Linked DNA regions of Sus scrofa: region 2 is linked to region 1. The links are chromatin contacts, called in public Hi-C maps. All regions are on one chromosome and are shown on one strand. The core of a region is the stretch at or near the end of the contact, and the rest is flanking DNA. Distances in the headings are between cores, read along the strand shown. Region 1 has its middle 30 kb from the start of LCLAT1. Region 2 has its middle 22 kb from the start of LBH.

Region 1 (5,558 bases), core at 1,562-4,061:
AAAACACTAGCTTGGGAAGCTATAGCACTTACTCCAACAAACAATGCATCAGTGCTTCTAATATGTTTAGAATTCTTTCTGGAAATCCCCAAAGAACCTTTAGCACATTCTACTGATCATCCTTAAGGAATCTTTAAACTTGGAAGCAGATTTAAGTTTTTAAAGCAATTAAAGAATTACATAGGCCTGCTATAGAGAATATGATGGATCATCAAGCAGAATAATATATATTTGATCAAAAATGAAATGTAAATATAAGGCAATGATAATTTTCTTGTGAGGCAACCCTGGAAAAGTAAAGCATCCCAAAGTGATTGCTCCAAGCACATTTCTCACTTGTATGTCAACGTGAATCGACTTTTACAACCCAGTATCGTTTAGTCCAACTCTCTCATTTTACCAGTAGGAAAACTAAGATTCTAAGAGGTGAAAGAAATTACCCCAGTCACCTAACTAGTTAGAGTCAAACTAGAACTGAAAGTCCTAATTCCTGCTGAATATTCTTTCTCGCACACTACATTGCCTGTGGTCTTCAAGGCTTGAGAAAAGTAGAATTGCCCTTTAAAATCCACTGAGTGTTTCAAATGAAGGCAACTGAGAATCTCCGAAATTCTCTAGGAATATGCAATTTAATTTTAAAACTCAAACACATTTAGAGATCTCAATTCCAACTGCTGTATGGAAGAGTCACGGACTACAGAAAACTGCAGAAAAATCAACTAAAGAGGTGAGGTCCTAAACGAGGTCCAGTCTGGCAAGGCTACACTTTCCACAGCTCAATCAAAATGTATGAATATGCTTTATTTCCCATGTGGACCTTTTTTAATTTAATGAGCTGTCATCATGACTGTTTAATAGCATTTATTGAGCATTTACAGGGCCAGACGGTATGCAAGGCACTTGCATTACCTCATTTAATCCTCACAACAACCCTATGGAGGTAGACATTATTATTATAACATATCCTCATTTTAAAGATAAGGAAACTGAGATCCACAAAGCTTACATAACTTAGCCAGTCATAAAGAAGCATGGCAGACTGTATTTTCCAGTGATGGCTACAAAAACATCTCCTATCCTACATGTTTTTTTTTCCTTAATAAACTTTTGTTTTAGAACAGTTTCAAATTTACAGAAAAGCTGTGTTGACAGTATAGAATTCCCATTCACCCCACACCCAGCTTCCCCTATTGTTACCTTACATTAGTACAGTACATTTGTCACAATTAATGAACCAATATTGACTTATTTTCAGTAACTAAGATCTGTATTGAAATTTCCTTAGAGGGGAGTTCCCATTGTGACTCAGTGGTAACAAATCCGTTTAGTATCCATGAGGATGCAGGTTCAATCCCCGACCCTGCTCAGTGGGTTAAGGATCTGGCGTTCAGGAGAGCTGTGGTATAGGTCGCAGATGAGGCTCCGATCTAGCATTGCTGTGGCTGTGGCATAGGCTGGCAGCTACAGCTACGACTGGACCCCTAGCCTGGGAACTTCCATATGCTCCAGATGTGGCCCTAAAAAGACAATCAATCAATCAATCAATAAATGTATGTATGTCCTTAGTGTTTATCTAATGTCCTTCTGTTCCAGAATCCCATAAGGACACCACATTACATCTAGTTATAATGTCTCCTTAGGCTCCTCTTAGCTGTATCATTTTCTCAGATTTCCTTGTTTGTGATAACCTAGGAAATGAAAACACAGAGACCCAGACATGTTTCTTAACTCTTCTAAACAATTTCCTATAAACCAAACTGCTTGTCCTTAGAATTTTAAAAAGGTTCATGTGTTAGTCAGTGCAGTGGGCCTGAACTGGCAGACCAAGCACATTTGGAAAATAAATCCTACAGTAACATAAACTTCCAATGCCAGTAACTACATTAATACATACTATACTCAGAAGAATATATGAAAGAGCTGTCAGGGTTTATAAGACCATGTGATCCAAAATATAAGGAACATCATTCCCAGTGACAGGACCAAGCAGGTAATATGTCAACTTCTTTTTAAGCAGCCATATATGCTTTCCACACTGTTACAGAAAAAGTAGAGAATTTTCTAAATATTCAAATAATTCCTATCTACTTTCATTTAATAGCAGGAGTGCTTATAAAATATTATTAAATTTATTATGCACATTTTAGGATTAAGTTGTAGCCAGTGCTAATTATAACACGTCTGAAAAAAATTTTAAGCTAACTAGATTAAAATTCTATTTATAAAAGAAAAGTCTAAACCACAGAAACAGTGCTTAGTTTAGAACAAGAACATGTACATAACTGCCAAATGCAATCCCTGTTTAGATGTCGCTCTTAACTAAAACTCTATAATTACAAAAAACCAAAATGAATTTCTAAGTGTTTCAAGATGAAATAGTCTTGGCATAATCTCCAAGGCTTGTAATTACTTTCCTGAAAAGGTAAATACTCTATATTTTAATTTAATATAATATTAACTCTGGAAGTTAACATAGATTGAACATTCGATGTTACTCTAAAATGGCAGGCACCTATGAAATTCAGAACCTTTTAAATTAGCAAGCAAATGCTAACCAAGAAAAAATTATTGGAGGCAAAGGCCAATGCTGACTCCCTCCAGCCATGTATGGAGAATACGAACCTCCAAGCTGACTGAGTGGATTTTCAAGATTCCTCATGTACATCAAGTGAACATCTGGCCAACAGAGAAATGCATCAATGTCACTCCCTCTTCAATCATCTACAGACTGGCTTGTCTCTACCACTCCCCTGAAACCAAATCAGCAAAAAAGTCGACGCGCACACTGGCAAATCCACTGGCTGCTTCTCTGTTCTCATTTCACTCCACCTCTTGGCAGCACGCCACATGAATGGCCACTTCCTCTTTGTACTGCTCGCCTCTCTTGACTTTTGTTGACATACTCTCTGGGTTTCCTCTCTCAGGATCTGCATGGTTGGCTCCCCCTCCTCTACTGGACCTTTAACTGCTGCTGGGGCTTCCTACCCCTCAGACATTGGCTGTCCTCACTATTCCTTTTCCCCTCCCTTCCTCCTCTATGTTCTCCTCGGGCTGACCTTTCTGTCTCCAACACAGTCCTCTCCTCGGAGCTCGATGCGCAGATTCAGTGGATTACCTGACACTGGGTGTCTAATAGTTCTAGCAAACTGAACACTTCCAGAATAAATGGCATGATGATCCCTCCCCCTTCCTCCGCCCCCCACTCAGCCCTTGTTTTTCTCCATCTCTGTGAATGGTATCAGCAACCACCCAGATTCTCTGCCAAGAAACCTAGAAATCATCTTTCATTCTTTCTTTTCCTTCCCCTCCCTCCCAAATCCAACAAAATTAGCAAGAGACTTGTCAACTGTATCTCCATAATATATCCTAAATCTACCACTTTCCATCAATTTGCATTGCCACCACCTTAACCCGAGCCATCCTCATCTTAAGCTTGGACTACTACTGACTTCCTTTCTTTCACTCTTGGCCAAACCATACCGTCACCTACCCACTCACAGCCACTCTTATATTCCTATCCCATAAACAACTCATTGAGATTGTCACTGCTAGAAAAACCTTTGGGAGATGTAAGAGAAACAGAAATAGGAAAAACAAATTAGGGGGTGGGTGGGAGGAATCACAAAATCTCAAGAAACCCTAAAAAGTAGTTATTCATTTTCAAGATATGCCAGAAGTCACATGGTGTCACATGAGATTCTTCTAAGCTCCAGCTTTCATTGAAATAGTCTTCTCTAGAGTCCCACTCAATTCTTCTAGACTTTTTAAAAATCCTAAACTGGGCACTTCTGAGTATCATTCCTTCCATTAGGAAAGCTGCTATTTTACTCCTTCTCCATTCATTTCTCACTTAGCCCCTAAATGGAAAAATAAAGGGGCATGTTGTTAACAAGTCTTTAGGTAAACACAGAACTGAAACAAGGAGCCTAAGGAACAGTCTGGTCGCTAAGGTCACCATTAATCTGGAACTTACTAAATACAAATTAGGAACTATATACAAATGATTTGGAACAAAGAAACAGTTTCATAAATGGACACCAGACAAATTCCCAGAAATAAGAAAAACCTACCTTATATATCACAAAACAATATTTCTTTGTCTTATGGTTCACCTTATCCTTCTAATAATCATACTGAAGATGAACCCCTTACTGTCTCTGTATGACTAACAATGACCCAGGGACAACACAAAAAGTTAAAATCCAGGTTATCAAAAAGCCAACACTCCCAATCTGATTAAATAATTTACCAACAAATGGAAATCACTTTCTGCTTGGTCTAGGTATTGAAAACCAAAAGGACAGAGCTATCATACAGCCTTCAAATCCAATGAAGTTGGTAACTGACTCTGAAAGCCAAAAGAAAGATGAAAGTCATAAATGGCCCCAAAGAATTCTTAGGCACAGGAATGAATACCGAATTCTCCAAACTTTAAAGAACTGATGTTTACTGAAAGTAAACTACAAGGTAAGATGGTATCATTCTGTCTCTTAAATAAGTCTTTAAAATAAGTATCTTATGGGCCAAAACACTGTGGGTTTTTTTGTTTGTTTGTTTTTTTCCTTTTTTTAAGGGCCACACCCCAGCACATGGAAGTTCCCAGGCTAGGGGTCGAATCCGAGCTACCGCTGCCCCTCCATGCCACAGCCGCAGCAACGCCAGACCCAAGCCAGGTCCGTGACCTATACCACAGCTCATGGCAATGCTGGATCCCAGACCCACTGAGGAAAGCCAGGGATCTAACTCACATCCTCGTGGATATTAGTCGGACTCATTCTGCAGCGCCACGAGAGGAACTCCCAAAAATTTGTTAATGGACTGAAAAACTTAGGTACATATTAGTAAACTACCACTTCTTGAATGAAATGAATAAGAAACCACACATTTAAGTATAGCAATATAAAGATAACATATCCAAAAGTAATATGAGCTGGCGTAAGAGACAACTAATCACTCCCTCAGAGAGCTGCCAACCTGTAAACAATTAAAAATTACCTTAACTTAATCACGAGTATTGTATATAAGTCAGTCCTGGTCCCACCACTTACCACATGAGTTTGGGCAAATTATTTAACCTCTCTGGGTCTCAATTTCTATACTAGTAAAATAGAACTAAAGATGGTACCTACCTCATGGTAACTATGAGGATTAAATGACATAAGGTAAGCTGTTTTGAGCAGCTCCAGGAACAGACTAGGTATTCGATAAAAACTGGCTACCATTGTTTTTTCCAAAAGTTACTTGAAGTCACACCCATGACTTAACACTACCTCTGAAAGCTTCACAACCCTCAGGACAGTGCTAGGACACTGTGGATGCTCAATATTTATTGACTGAAGACTAATAACTTATATGAAATATAGACCTTGAAGCTGAAGGAGATTTTAAAAGTCATCTGGAACAATTTTGCTTAACTCAACAATAAGACTCGTGGGAGATTATCAAATCTCTGCTTAAACACTTCCAGGAACAGAAACGTGCCTTCTCAACAAGACGTATAAAAACAGTTCTAATTACTAGAATGTTCCTTTTGAAGATTTCATTGTACTGATTACTAC
Region 2 (5,057 bases), core at 708-3,207, 290 kb after region 1:
ACAAGGGCTTAATCTCTAAAATACACAGACAACTCATACAAATTCAACAACAACAAAACCCAATTGAAAGATGGGCAGAAGACCTAAAGAGACATTTATCCAAAGACCAGTAGGCACATCAAAAAATGTTCAACATCGCTATTAGAGAAATGCAAATCAAAGGTACAAAGAATGGCCATCATTAATAAGTATACAAATAACAAATGCTGAAGAGGGTATGGGAAAAAGGGAACCCTCCTACACGGCTGATGGAACTGTAAATTGGTAAAACCACTATGGAAAACAGTATGGAGGTTCCTCAGAAAACTAAATATAGAACTACAATATGATCAATCAATCCCACTCTAGATCATATATCCAGACAAAACTATAATTCAAAAAGATACATGTACCTATATGTTCATGGCAGCATTATTGACAATAGCCAAGACATGGAAACAATCTAAAAATGTCCAGTGACAGATTAAGGTTAAGACATTGTACATGTATACAATGGAATATTTACTCAGCCATAAAAAAGAACAAAATAGTGCCATTTGCAACAACATGGTTGCCACTAGAGATTCTCATACTAAGTGAAGTCAGAAAGAGAAAGACAAATACCGTATCACTTATATGTGGAATCTAAAATATGGCACAAATGAACCTATCTACAGAACAGAAACAGACTCACAGACATAGAGAAAAGACTTGTGATTGCCAAGGGGGAGGGGGAGAGAGTGGGATGGATTGGGAGTTTGGGGTTAGTAGACACAAACTATTACATTTAGAATGGATAAGCAATGAGGTCCTACTCTATAGCACAGAAACTATATCCAGTCTCTTGGGATAGACCATGATGGAAGATAATATAAGAAATGGAAGGTGTGAGGGAGTTCCCTTCGTGGCTCAGCAGTTAACGAACCTGACTAGGATCCATGAGGTTGCAGGTTCGATCCCTGGCCTTGCTCAGTGGGTTAAGGATCCCGGGTTGCAGTGAGCTGTGATGGTAGGTAACAGACGTGGCTTGGATCTCACGTTGCTGTGGCTGTGGTGTAGGCCAGCAGTTGTAGCTCTGTTTGACCCCTAGCCTGGGAACTTCCATATGCCGCAGGTGCAGCCCTAAGCAAAAAAAGAAAAGAAAAGTAAAGAAAAGAAATGGAAGGTGTGTGTATATATATATATATATATATATGACTGGGTCACTTTGTTCTACAGCAGAAATTGGCACAACACTGTAAATCAAGTATACTTCTTAAAAATAGCAGTATGAATATAATATTGGTCAGCAACGTACCTGGCTCAAGCCTACAAATGAATAAATCAATTAATTAATTAATGAAAGAACCAACCAACCAACCAACCAAATTGGAGGGGGTGCCCTTTAGAGGGTAAGAAGAGGGGTTGAATGGGAATAGAAACTGTGGATGATGGGAAAATGAAATATTAAATCAAACAAAACAAGAGAAGGTCTTTGCAAAGCTTGACAATGGTAACGTACACAAGGCGAGAATGAGGAGCACACTCACCTCTACACCTACGCTGGGAGTTTAAAGAGAGAACAGATGGAGAGAGACGGAAGGTAGGTCTCTCTTGATAGAAATACTTGTACGAAGTGGTGTCTTTAGGGCCAAAAGAGTTGCTTGGGGTTTTTTGTTTTTTAAGAACTGTGTGACTTCAGACAAATCCTTATGTTGGCTGAGAGTCTCTTCATCTTAAAAAATTGGAGTTTCAACTGTATCTGTCCTACCTCCCTCTCAAGATTGCTGGCCTCATGAACAAAATTATGAACAAAATTAAAGTGGTGCTGTTACTGTGACAGGTGTCCAGTGTCAGCTTAGGAGTTGGCAGCTATGGAGTCCTCAGTTTCTCACACTCAGCCTCCCCAACAGCATTTCAGTTCTGAGTTACTGGGTTGGGAGGGGACTCTGCCCATGCGATCCCTGTGGCTGAGGGAGCTGAGCCATATCACGGATCCTCAAGCCTCTCAGCTGCTGCCTGGGAGGTTCAGGGCTCCCCTCTGAGGACTAGGACCTCAGAGGACAGGCAGTCCCTTTGAGGCATGCCAGCTGGAATGGAGTGTCCTGAGGTCAGAGGGACCCCAACAAGAAAATGGGGGCAATGACATTCCCTCCTCCCTCAGCCTACCACCTCAGTGCCAGCCTCGCCACCACTCCTGGCCTCCCAGCTGAGGTGGCAACCTGGTCTATTGTCCCACAGCTCACGTGTAGTGAGAGAAGCTAGAGGGAGCAGCCTTGGCACTCACCTCTGCTAATGATTTCAGTTTGCAAAGTGCTTTACCCTGATTATCCCAATACTCCTACAAGGCAGTTATTATCCTCTTTTCGTGGATGCAGAAGCAGGCTCACAGAGGGAAAATGACACAAGCTAGACACAGGTAGATTGAGGACCCAAGTCTTGGATTGTCTGGATTCAGATCCTGTTCATGTCTTATGTTGCTATAGGCCTCTTGCCTTGTGGGTGCAGGAGATCCAGAGCTATTCTTTCCATGCCCCTGGCTCCCAGAGGCACACCACCTGAAACCACAGCAGCCACACTGTGCTTTCCTGCTCTTTCTTCAAGTTCCCTCCATGAAAAATTCTTAACTACACTTCCTCCTAAACCTCCATGGGCTTATAAAGGACTTATAAGCGTCTAAGGTGGAAGGCTTCTGCCCTCTCCTGGCAACTCATGAAACTGCCCTAAACTAACCCATCCATTCAATTCCACTAAATCCATTCCTTTTTTCAGATCATTTCCTTTCTTGAATAAATACTCTGATATTTTTCCAGCTCTTACTGTGTCTGAACAGAATAAAATCATAATATTTGTACTATGAACATCAGACTAAAAGTTAGGAAACCTGGGCTTGAACTGCCTGTCTTTTGTGGGATTCTGGTTAAATCAGCTTCCTTGAGCCTCAGTTTCCTTATCTGTAAAATGAGTGTAACGTCTACCTCTTGGAGTGATTGTGAGGACTGAGTGATAGGAAATACTCAAGGGTCACAGAGCGGGGTTCGAGGAGAGTCCCAGCTAACATTTGTTCATACTCATTGCTTTGCAGGATTGTCACTGCTTCTCCACTCGCAGGAGACTTCCTGAATTCAGTCCAAATAATTTAAAGACTCTTAGAGCTGGAAGGCAGCTAAAGGCAGGCCACAAAGTGGCTATTAGAGGTTCCCTGCAAGGCACATTAAAAGTGGCTGACCCCCTATCCATTGTTCAAATAGTCCTGCCCCCAAACCTCACCCCATTATCCTCACAAAACGTTTCGAATGCGGAAACTCAGCATCTTAAGAAGCAGCCCATTTCCTCTTTGGCCAGCTCTGCCTGGGGGCAAGTTCTCCCTCCCTGGAGGAGAGGACCCCACCTGACCATACTTGCTGAGGCCCAGAAGTGAGGTCAAGGGAAATGCTTGGGGTACCATGTTACTTTCTGCCAAAATCCATTCACTTTACTCTTCAGTGGATTATTTTAAGTTGGGGGCTTTGTACTTATTAAAATATCTCATTCTTGAATTCCCCCACAGTGGAGTGGCTTTTGGGAGAACAGACTCCTTATCTTACAAGCCAAGTGTTCTCGAAAGGGTCTTTTGGCTATTCATAGCTCATATGGAATCTGACCCAGCTCACTGATGCCTGCAGCACAGAAGTCAGAATTACCATTGGCAATGCGGGGACAGCTAAGCCCAGATGGGGTGAGGGACGTAGAGCAGTGAGGGGACCAGGCAAGGCCATCTGGGAAGAAGTGCACCCAAAGTTGGCAGTTAGGAGAGTGTTCAGAAAAGGAGATGGAGAAGGCAGCTTAAATTTCTTGACAGTTTTTGCAGAGGAGCCGCTGAAAACCATCTCATACTCTTTGCCATTTGTGAGCAGGTTTTGTACCCTCACATTAAGAAATCACCCAGACTGGAAGGCTACACACCTCAGCCTCCTAGGGCCCTGCCCGTTCTCCCCAGAACTCACATCTGATTGCCAAGCATCTGCCCTACAGCTCATTATGTTCCTCTTTAATCCGTCTTCTGTTTCCTCTGCAAGGAAAAGAGAAAGAAAGCAATGATGGTGGAGGAGATACATGCAGGTTTGCCCATTCCTTCCTCTCCTTTTATTTGTACATTACAGACAACATTTCCCTGTTTCACTATCTGTGGGTCCTCCAGATAAAATTAATTCTGTATGCTTTATCTCCCCTGTCAGACTGGGGGTGCCTTGAATATAAGAACCAGGACCAGTTTACTCATATATCTGAAGGCTCACATAGTGCCTGGCACACAACAGGTGAACAAAAATGTGTGTTGAATTTAAGTGAACTGCAAGTCATATGAACAGTTGAAAGTTGGAAGCTCGACACCATTTAGTCTAGTAGCTCTCAAACCTGGATGTGCATTAGAATCACCCTGGGAGCTTTAAAAAAAAAATTAGAGCCCTAGTCTCTCCTCAGACCAATTAAATCAGAATCTGAGAGCAAGATTTTCATAGTTAAATGACCAGAAAGGAACTCATCACCTGAAGGCATGCTGCAACGAATCCTTTATGAAACTGAGATCACTTTCTAATGCATGATGATTATCCATTGTATTATGTTTCAGTGATCATATAATGCATTTTCTTAAAGTTGAGCCTATGTGCACTAAATATGTAGAACATGGATTTTTTAATAAGTACCTAGCAAATATAGACGGAAAAGGATAATTTTCACTGCGTATTCAGAGACTTGCCCATTCAAGGAGTGGCTAAAGGTTCAACATATTACAGTGGTTGAGCTGAGTTTCATTAAAAAAAAAAAAAAAACAAAAGCCCAAGGATGGAAAGGAGTGAGAGAAGGGAGACCTGGCTACTCCCACCCCTAATAAGAGTCTTTGTGTGACCTGTTGGGACAGATTCTGATCCAAAGACACCTTCTTTGGAAATGTGTATATGTCTGAATATCCTTCTGTTTTCACAGAGCAGAAGTGATCAGAACCTAGTGTGGGTTTTAATTATATTAAAGTATCTGTGGAGTTCCTGTCGTGGCACAGTGGTTGGCAAATCCGACTAGGAACCATGAGGTTGCGGGTTCGATCCTTGGCCTTGCTCAGT

Evidence for each region. A called contact is a pair of places that touch in the nucleus more often than the background predicts.
Region 2: a Hi-C map of omental adipose tissue shows a contact between it and region 1, with 2.3 times the contacts expected there. A contact is called at or near these places in 7 of 47 Hi-C or Micro-C datasets (embryonic fibroblasts, heart right ventricle, mesenteric adipose tissue and 4 more) and 1 of 2 datasets of targeted methods (skeletal muscle).

The regions. Positions count from the first base shown.
Region 1 is chr3:108,840,825-108,846,382 of Sscrofa11.1, forward strand. No RefSeq gene overlaps it. Among named protein-coding and RNA genes, the nearest start is that of LCLAT1, 30 kb to the left of the region's middle.
Region 2 is chr3:109,133,219-109,138,275 of Sscrofa11.1, forward strand. No RefSeq gene overlaps it. Among named protein-coding and RNA genes, the nearest start is that of LBH, 22 kb to the left of the region's middle.